Linked DNA regions of Ovis aries: region 2 is linked to region 1. A link is a contact called in public Hi-C data. All regions are on one chromosome and are shown on one strand. Each heading gives the region's core, a stretch centred on a gene start, on an enhancer-like site or on the middle of the called end of the contact. The rest is flanking DNA. Distances are from core to core; before and after follow the strand shown. Region 1 has its middle 28 kb from the start of NDUFV2. Region 2 overlaps RALBP1 (ralA binding protein 1).

The links. Hi-C and Micro-C count contacts between places; a contact is called where the count stands out from the background.
Region 2: a contact with region 1 is called in a Hi-C map of liver, with 4 times the contacts expected there. The contact joins two enhancer-like sites. A contact is called at or near these places in 3 of 16 Hi-C or Micro-C datasets (blood, liver and muscle).

The regions. Positions count from the first base shown.
Region 1 is chr23:41,898,570-41,903,228 of ARS-UI_Ramb_v3.0, forward strand. No RefSeq gene overlaps it. Among named protein-coding and RNA genes, the nearest start is that of NDUFV2, 28 kb to the right of the region's middle. Within about 2 kb of position 2,337, at least 3 of the 54 cell types and tissues checked have an H3K27ac peak or open chromatin away from gene starts, as enhancers often do. A contact at or near this core is called in liver, where this site is marked.
Region 2 is chr23:42,128,499-42,133,157 of ARS-UI_Ramb_v3.0, forward strand. The region is part of intron 1 of RALBP1 (ralA binding protein 1); the gene reads left to right. Among named protein-coding and RNA genes, the nearest start is that of RALBP1, 18 kb to the left of the region's middle. Within about 2 kb of position 2,608, at least 16 of the 54 cell types and tissues checked have an H3K27ac peak or open chromatin away from gene starts, as enhancers often do. A contact at or near this core is called in liver, where this site is marked.

The sequences.
Region 1 (4,659 bases), core at 1,087-3,586:
TTCATTTGTTGGGCTGATGTTTGCTGCTAAATCTCCATGTTCCCTACCCTTATAATGAATATAACTAACACATAGGAGAAATAAGTATTAACCTTTAAGGGTAATCATGTTAACCTTGGGTTAAATAAATTCCTTTCTTGATTGTAACTCACTACACCCTCACCCTATAGGAATGCAACTTTATTTGGAGGGTGGTGCCTGGTTTAAGAAAAAACACCTTTGGAAGAAATAAGTTTTTTGGTTATCAGAAAGAAAGAATCATAAAATCCCTAAGACCTTTTTATGTAAAGCACCTGATTTTGATAAAGGTCAGGACTGCTGACCCCCACGTGACTCTGTATTCATCCCTATATGTAACAAAAGGTATATAAACAAACCCCAAAATAAAGAAATCGGATCAATTTCCAGAAAGACTGATTCCCCCATGTCGCTTCTTTCTTGCTGCCGTTTCTCTGGCTGAATTCCCATCTGGATTCATCCTCTTTTTCTCCACTAATCTTCCTACTACACTATCTGTTTCTAATCTCCCTCTATATCTGTAATTAAATATGTATTTTTCCAAAGACGCCGACACCGTCCCCCCACCTTTGAATCACCCTGGATCCACCAGGGCTGGACCCCGGCAAATCAGCTCAGCTTTTCACTTTTAATTTACTTCTCTGTTGTCTCAAACACTGTCATTTCCATGATTAATGATCTGAGGTGCTAGTTATATCTTTTCAAATACACACCAACTAAGCACCTAATTATGAGAACTGGAGTCCATCTGTGTCAATATAATGTTGTTCAGTTACTCAGTGTGTCCAACTCTTTGCAACCCTGTGGACTGCAGCACACCAGGCTTCCTTGTCCTTCACAGTCTCCAAGAGTTTGCTCAAACTCATGTTTATTGAGTCAGTGATACCATCCAGCCATCTCATCCTCTGTCGTCCCCTTTTCCTTCTGCCTTCAATCTTTCCCAGCATCAAGGTCTTCCAATGAGTCAGCCCTTTCATCAGGTGGCCAAAGTATTGGAGCTTCAGCTTCAGCATCAGTCCTTCCAATGAATATTCAGAGCTGATTTCCTTTAGGATTGACCGGTTTGATGTCCTTGCATCCCAAGGGTCTCTCAAGAGTCTTCTCCAGCACCACAATTTGAAAGCATCAATTCTTTGGTGTCCAGCCTTCTTTATGATCCAACTCTCACATCCTTACGTGACTCCTGGGAAAACCAGAGTGTTAACTATACAGACCTTTGTTTAGACAGGGGGCTTAAACAACAAGCATTTATTCTCGCAGTTCTGGAGGCTAGAGTCCACAAGCAGGTTGCTTGGCAGATCTGTATCTGCTGAGGGTCCTCTTCCTGGTTTGCAGATGGCAATCTTCTCGTGGTGCCCCCAGATGGTAGGGGGAGATCGTTGTCTTTTCTAATAAGAGCACCAATCCCATTCATGGGGACTCCGCCCTCATGACAAAATCAAAGGTCCCACCTCCAAACCATCACTCCAGGGAGTAGGCTCCCATTTGTGAATGTGGGGGGATATAAACATTCAGTCGGTAGTCAGCACTTACTGTGGCTAGGATCTATTTCAGCACATCTACCCTCATTACTCATTTAACTTTCAAATCTACTGTGAATGGGAGGTACTGCTTTCTGCGGTTTAGAGCTGAGGAAACTGAGGCTCCACAAGGTCTGCTAACTTGCCAAGGCTGCACCACTAGTGAGCGGCAGGCCCCGGCGCCCTCACCGCCTGCCTGTGTTGCTAACGTTCCCGAGATGGATTCAGGACCTGAAAACGCTGGACACTGGCGCAAGCCCACTGTCTTCACAGCTTCTTTGCTCATTTCCTCATCAGGACACTCTCAGCTCCCCAACAACCAAAAGGCAAGACAGGTGCTATTTCCAGCAACACTCTGTCCATTCATGTTCTCCTGGGGCTGGAGGAGCAAAGAGGAGGGAGCAGAGGGTTGAGGAGAGACTGAAGGGAAGGGGCGTGAATGCAGCTGGACTCACAGATTCAGAGAGCGGCCTGGTGCAGCCAAGAGGCGGGGCGGGTAGGTGAGGGGGAGAGAGGGTCGAAGGTCAGACTTCTAGTTGTAGATGAGTCCTGAGGATGGAAACACGGCGTATGATTACAGCTAACAATAGTGTGCTGTATGTTTGGAAGTTACTGAGAGAATGAATCTTTCAGAGTTCTCATCACAAGAAGAAAGATGTGTGATTTCATGTGGTGATGGATGGTAACTAGACGCACCGTGGTGACGGTCTCACATATTTACAACTGTGAGTCACTGTGGTGCACACCAGACACTGATGTCATGTTCCATGTCAGTTCCCCCTCGGTTTAAAGCAAACAAAGAAGATGGGTCCTCACCTTCTCTCCAGGCCTGCTCTGCTCACAGAGACACCGTGGTTCCACTTGGGTGGTCACTCCCCCCAGGATGGTATCCCACTTTGAGAAGAAAAACCATGAGAGACCCATGTTCTCTGGTAACATGTGGCCCTGCAGAAACAAGGAAAACACTTCCACTGAGACTTATAATAAACACAATCATAAAGAATGCAGAGTTCAGGCTCTCATTGGCCTGCTCTGGAGAAGCGATCCTGATTGGGAGTTGGGTTTTAAATTCTTATAGGGATATTTGCAGTTCTAAGCTGTAGAAATCTGGAGCCATAAGAAAGACAAGAACTGTTTGAAAAGATGCCAGTGCAACACTGGCTGTTTCTACCAAAGATCCACTGGAGAAGGGACAGGCTCCCCACTCCAGTATTCTTGGGCTTCCCTTGTGGCTCAGCTGGTAAAGAATCCGCCTGCAATGCGGGAGACCTGAGTTTGATCCCTGGGTTGTGAAGATCCCCTGGAGAAGGGAAAGACTACCCACTTCAATATTCTGGCCTAGAGAATTCCATGGACTGTATAGTCCATTGGGTCGAAAAGAGTCAGACACGACTGAGCAGCTTTCACCTTCAGCTGCATGTGCTGGGCACACTGGTGTGCATTGGCCATGTGCTTCTCACGACAGCTCCACGCAGTAAGCGTGAACAGTTTCACATTCAAATTAGGACACTGAGACCACAGAGGCTGACATACAGTGAGAATCATCTGCTTCGGAATTCAAAACCATGGTTGTCCGGCTCCAGAGGCTGGGCCCCATCACCAAGGCTTCCAGACCATCTGGCACGTCCTCACATCAAAGACAAAGGGTACATTGGCCGACAGAGTTCCACTTCTGCGCTCTGGATGCTGATGGTTACCTGCCTCAGGGCATCTTAAACCGCCTATTTCAGAAACAGTGAAGCTGTTTACATACAAGGAACCCTAATCAATTTGCAATATAACAGATTTTTACCTGTAATTTGGGTGTTTTTCAAGAACAACAGAGCAGAGCCTTTTGAACTTTCTTGAACTTGTCCCACAGGATGAAAAGCCCTTTACCTCACGACAGAAGACATATAACACATATGCGTGTAACAGTTTTCAGAAAATTACATTCACCATACATGTTGGAGGCTGGTTGACATTTTAGATTCCAAGCTAGTCTGTTTTTCTTTCTTTTTTTCTTTGTTGTTCATAGTCCTCCTGAATGATCCCTTTTTTATTGTGATAACACGTAACATGACATCTACCCTCTTAAAATGCTCAGTGAACAATATGGTGTGGTTAACTACAAACACAGTGTTGGTCAGCAGATCTCTGGAACGTCCTCATCTCCTGTAACTGAAACTTGACCTCCGCCTCACCCCTCCTGCTTCTGGGAGTCCGACTGTCTTGGATTATTTCTCACAGAAGTGCGGTCGTGTCGTGGAAAACAGTGCGGAGACGCCTCAAAAAATGAATATTTTATTTGTTAATTCTGGGCAAGACCCCCTGTATTGATGTCAGGATTCACTCATGTGTTGCTCCCACAATTTGAAATACTTTGCAAGGGGACCTGAATTGTTTTTGCTTTAAAACAAACGGTTGAGTTGTTGCAGCTGGTATCAAAGACTTATGAAATAGGTAGCAAGAGCTGGAGAAGGAGGACAAAAAGAGATTTTTTAAAATTAATTATTAATGGCAACTCGGTGGAGAGAACACCTTTATGTATTTTTAATGCTTGAAAAGAAGAAAAGATGCAGCTTATAATGCTGCTTATTCTTTCCTACGGGCTGATCAAAGATGATGAAATACCACATTTGCTTCACTAACCAGACATTTTGAAATCCAAACCGAAACTAAAACTCAAAGGGCAATTCATCTTCTTTGTCCCAAACAGTATTCATCAGTTCCTTACCTAACGGGCGAGCAATGTGCCGGAGCCTGGGTGTCATTGTCCACTAGGTGGCGGTACAGAACAAGAGTAGCCCTTATTCTTCCTGACACGTAGGCTGCAAAAGAATTTAGAAACCCAGGGTTGTCCAGTGAGTCACATCAATTCAGCCTGAAAGTTTACTCAGTGCTCCAGGCATGTTTCTGCCTTTTCTTGGAACATCCCTGGATTTCAGCTTCATTCTTGCTGACAGCTTGGCATTTAAAATTAGTAATATCTTAGTTGTTCCCTTGTGGCAATACAGATGCAGCATAATGTCTGTATTTATTAACAATTTGCAAAGTTAGCATGTGCTGTGAAGCTTTAATTCTGCCCCTTCAATGTAACATTTAAGAAATACTGTGGGCACAAAGACAGAAATATAGATCA
Region 2 (4,659 bases), core at 1,358-3,857, 230 kb after region 1:
AAACTGTCATAACTATTCTTTTTACATGAAATATTTAATTTCAAAGGTATAATTTGGGGGGATTCTAAAGTAAATTTCTAGATGTATGGAAATACTTTTAATAGTTTTTGTTAGTTATTACAGAAGTCACATTTTTTCCCTTAAATTCTTTCTGGAGAGAGATTTTTTTCCAGATAGCCAAAGGCTTTCATTTGGGAAAGACTGGAAATAGAAATTCCTATTGCAGTGATTTGGGGTGTGGGGGGCTGGGAGGGGATGTCAACCATTAGGGTGAGAGTTGCAACATTTGAGGAGAGTTCATATTTTTAATGGCTCATGATCATCTCTGCATAGCATCTGTGTTTTTTTTCCTAATCTGTGAGATTTTATTGAGGTATAATTTATAATTCAGTGATAGGCACAGTTTAATTTTTTTTTTGTGTGTGACCCCATGGGTAGATAGATCTAGAGGGCATTTTGCTAAGTAAGATAAGCCAGACAGAGAAAAACAGATACCATATGATCTCACTTATGTGTAGAATCTGAAAAATAAGACAGAATGAAAATAGACTCATAGATACAGAGAGCAAATGTGTGGTTGCCAGAAGGGAAGGAGGTGGAGAGTTGAATAGATGAAGGGGAACAGGAGGTGCAGGTTATTAAAAGAAAAGCCTCGAAATGTAACGTGCAGTGTAAGGACTGTGGAATAATGTTGAAATAACTTTGTGTGGGGACAGGTGGTTACTAGGCTCACCACTGGTCCTCATTTCAAAATGGACGTAAATATTAGAGCACTAGTACGCCCGAGACTAACACGATCGTGTGTGTCAGCAAGTGTGTGTGTGTGTGTAGCCCTCATGCCTGTCAGGACATGGAACACAGCCATTAGCCTGGAGGGTTCTCTCTAGCTGCTCTGTACTCTGTCCCTGCCTCTTCCCCAAACCCCAGGACCACAGTTGTAGATTCTTGTGATGGAGATGAGCTTACCTCTCCCAGAGCTGCATATGAATAGTCATACACTATGTAATCTCAGGTGTCTGCAGTGCTGTCTTGAAGTTCATCTGTTTTGTTGTATGGATGACTAGTTTGTTCATTTCAAAAAATGCTAGTATTCCATTGTGTGAATATATTTCCGCTTGTTTATCCAGGCTTGTTAATGGCAATGTGTTTCTGTTTTTTATCTGTTATGAATACAGTTACTCTGATCATGTGAGTATGTGTGAATATGTTTCCATTTCTCTGGGGTAAATACTCAGGAGAATTGCTGGGTCATATGGTAAAAGTTTAACTAGATACTGCCAAATAGTAATACTTTTCCAAAGTGGTTAAATGTTACATTCCCACCAGCAGTGTATTGAATTTCTAGTGCCACACATCCTCACCAGCATTAGGAATTGTAGTTCTGTTTGCACTTCAGCCATTCTGGATGGTGTCTGCTGATAGCTCATTGTGGTTTGAATTTCCATTTCTTTGATGTTTAGTGATGTGGAGGTTTTTTCATGGGCTTATTGACCAGTCATACATTTTCTTTTCTAAATTGTTTGCTTGATTTTGCCCATTTTTGTTTTGGGTTGTTGTCGAACTGTAGAAGTTCTGTATATATCCTGGGTTTAAGACTTGTGAGACACACACACACACACACACTCTAAGTGTGTTCTCCACATCTTGGCCTTGACTCTTAATTTTCTTCTTACTATCTTTTGATAGTAAGTGAAAGTTTTTGCTTTTGATAAAAAGTCTAGTTTGTGGACTTTTAATTCAGTAGTTAATTGCTTTCTGTTCCTGTCTGGGAAATTCTTCCTCCAAGGGCTCACAAATGTGTTCTGTTTAGAAGTTTTAAGTTGTTAGCAGTGAAGTTTTGTGTCTGTAGTTTGTCATACACACTTCGTGGTGATGCGATGCAGGGCTGACCTTCTCTCTTGCCCCCATGGTTACTCTGCACCCCTTGCTGAAGACTTTCCTTGTCCATGAATTCCTTTGGAGCCTTTGTTGACAGGCAGTTGACTGTGTATATGTGTGCCTCTGAGGAGTTTCTGTTTTGTTCACTAACCTGTCCACCCTTGCTCCAGCGCCATACTGGCACGGTTATGTCTCTGTGCTGGAGGAGACCGCAGAGTAGACTCTGTTCCAGGCTTCTGTCTGGAAGGATCGCCCCCTTCTGGTCCTTCAGCTGAGAGGGCTGGCTTTTGTCATTGCTGGGTTTCTGGCATCTTTTGCTGCAAGTCTGCGATGCAGAGGCAGAAAGCGCCCTCCGGGATCAGGGTTGGTCCTCGTATCTCGAGGCCTCGTCCTGTCTGCCTTCTTTGCCTGTCAGTGTGCGGTCTTTTTCTTAGCTGTGCTGACATCTTTCTTAAATGTTGACAAGTTTACATCACTTCTCCTTTTGCCTCAGAAGTAGGAATTTCTTTTCCCCCCCTCACCTTTGGCTGTTTATGCTGAAGTGCCTGTGGGCCCTTCGAGGCCTGTCTCTCTGCCCGCTTACTCAGGACGCTGAGGGGTGCTGTGGCTCCCTGAGCTCAGGACCGTCCCTGCACCTCTGTTCCGGCCTCGCTCCATCCTGTGCGCCAGCGGCCGCTCCTCCCAGCCATGCATGGCTGAGTCAGGGCAGCAGCTGTTCCTCTGGAGTGGTTTTTGCAAGATCATCTCTTCAGTGTGTCAGGAACAGGACTCTTCCTGGTCAGTCCAGTGTGCAGGACCTGTGTATGGGGCCATCTCGCCCAGTAATTAGCAAGAGTACAGAGTAAGGGGCGGTCTAGACCCACCTGTGTTCTGTGATTTGTGGTCCTGCCCTCATGCCTCTCAGCCCCAGCGGTGTCGCTTCTGGACTTGAACTTGGTGGTGACCTCCTCAGCTTGCACCAGCTGGCTTTCAGTTCAGAAGCATCCTGTCTTTCCGTGTGTTTTCTGTTGCTTCTTCATGAATCTGCTCCCATCAGACCCGTCTTCTTGCTGTTCTCATAACAAGCCCCACGTTTCTGCTTGTGTCATTAATATGCTGCTCCTCCTGGCATAAGTGTGCTCTCGTGTGTGTGTGTGTACACATGTACACAGAGGGCACTTCAGCAGAAAGAACGTGTGTTTCCCTCCCAGTTTTACCTCTTGCTGTGTGGAGTAGGATAAGTGACTTCACTTCTCTGAGCCTTAGTTCTACAGTTTGTAAACCTGGAAAGACACTTTTCTCACAGGACGTGTCCGGTGATGTGAAAGTTCCTGAAGCCACAGAACTCAAATAAAATATGTGTTTCCTTTCTTTGTTTCTGTAATTGGAGGCTGAGGGCCAGGTCATTTCTCCTCATCTTAGTGTCGTCAGCGGGACACAGCATGTTGAGAACATGGAAGAGACTTGTTAGTGGGTTTAGCTGGTTAAGGAAACGTCTGGCTACTTCCTGTGCAGCCTGTGCTGTGTTAAATGTTCAGTTCAGCTCAGTCATGTCCGACTCTGCGACCCCATGAATCGCAGCACGCCAGGCCTCCCTGTCCATCACCAGCTCCCGGAGTTCACTCAGACTCACTACCATCGAGTCCGTGATGCCATCCAGCCATCTCATCCTCGGTCGTCCCCTCTCCTCCTGCCCCCAATCCCTCCCAGCATCAGAGTCTTTTCCAGTGAGTCGACTCTTCGCATGAGGTTAGGCTTGCTAATTACTGGGCAAGATGGCCCCATGCACAGGTCCTTAAGGCCCAGTGTGGCACCCAGGTGTGCTCCTTGATTCTGTAGCTTGGGAGGCGGGCACGGCTTAGCCTGGGCCGTGTGAGGCATGAGCGGGGATTCCTGGAGAAAGGGGTGCTGGTACTCGATCCTTTTTTTAACAGCTTTATTTAGGTGTAATTTGCGTACCATAAGATTTCACCCACTTAAAATGTCAATTTACAGTTTGTAACCATCACCACAATCCAAATCTAGACTGTTGCCGTCACTCCAGAAAGATTCCTTGTGCCCATCTGCGGGCCTTATGCGGAAAGATAGGTATGAGCGGGCCAAGCAGGACTCCTGGGAGGAAGGCGGGTCCCAGCGCGGAGGAGACAGCGCAGGGAGGCGTGCGGCCCGGGTCGGGGCGAGCTGCTCCTGCCTGCTCCCGGGGTTTCGCTCTCCGCTCTTCAGACCTCAGTTTCCCCACCTGTGATACATAACCGATAGGCTGGTGGCATCTTAGCTCCCTTTAAACTCTCATCCCTTCAGTTAAGAAAAGAATATATTTTTTAAAAAAAAACCAGCCGTCAGGACCCATGAAGTAAAACCAGAGAATTGGAGTGACAGCGAGGCTCACAGTTCCTTTGATGAAATTTCTCGTTTAATGTTTTTCCTGCTTAGCTTGGGCGAGTAGTAGTGTATACTGTCCTGGTAGAAAGCTGATGAAACGTAAACAAGTGAGAAGACCACTTACAACCTTTCTAATTCAGAGATAATTGTTACTAAAGTTCCCTTGTTCTTACATTTTCTGTGTGCTTGTATATTTAAAAGTTGATACTGTGCTGTGAATTGCTTTCCTCAGACTATTAAATATTGTCAGAAACATTTTTATGAGACTAAAAAAACATGGCCTGTTCATTAGAAAAGCGTGATAATAGCAGTAAAGTGATAGACGGCGTGGTAAGGCTCAAAATAAAAGGAGATCTTTCTCTCCCTCCTCTTTCACAGCTTCGGAGACTTAACAATGGTTTACTGTGTCAGAGATGGCTT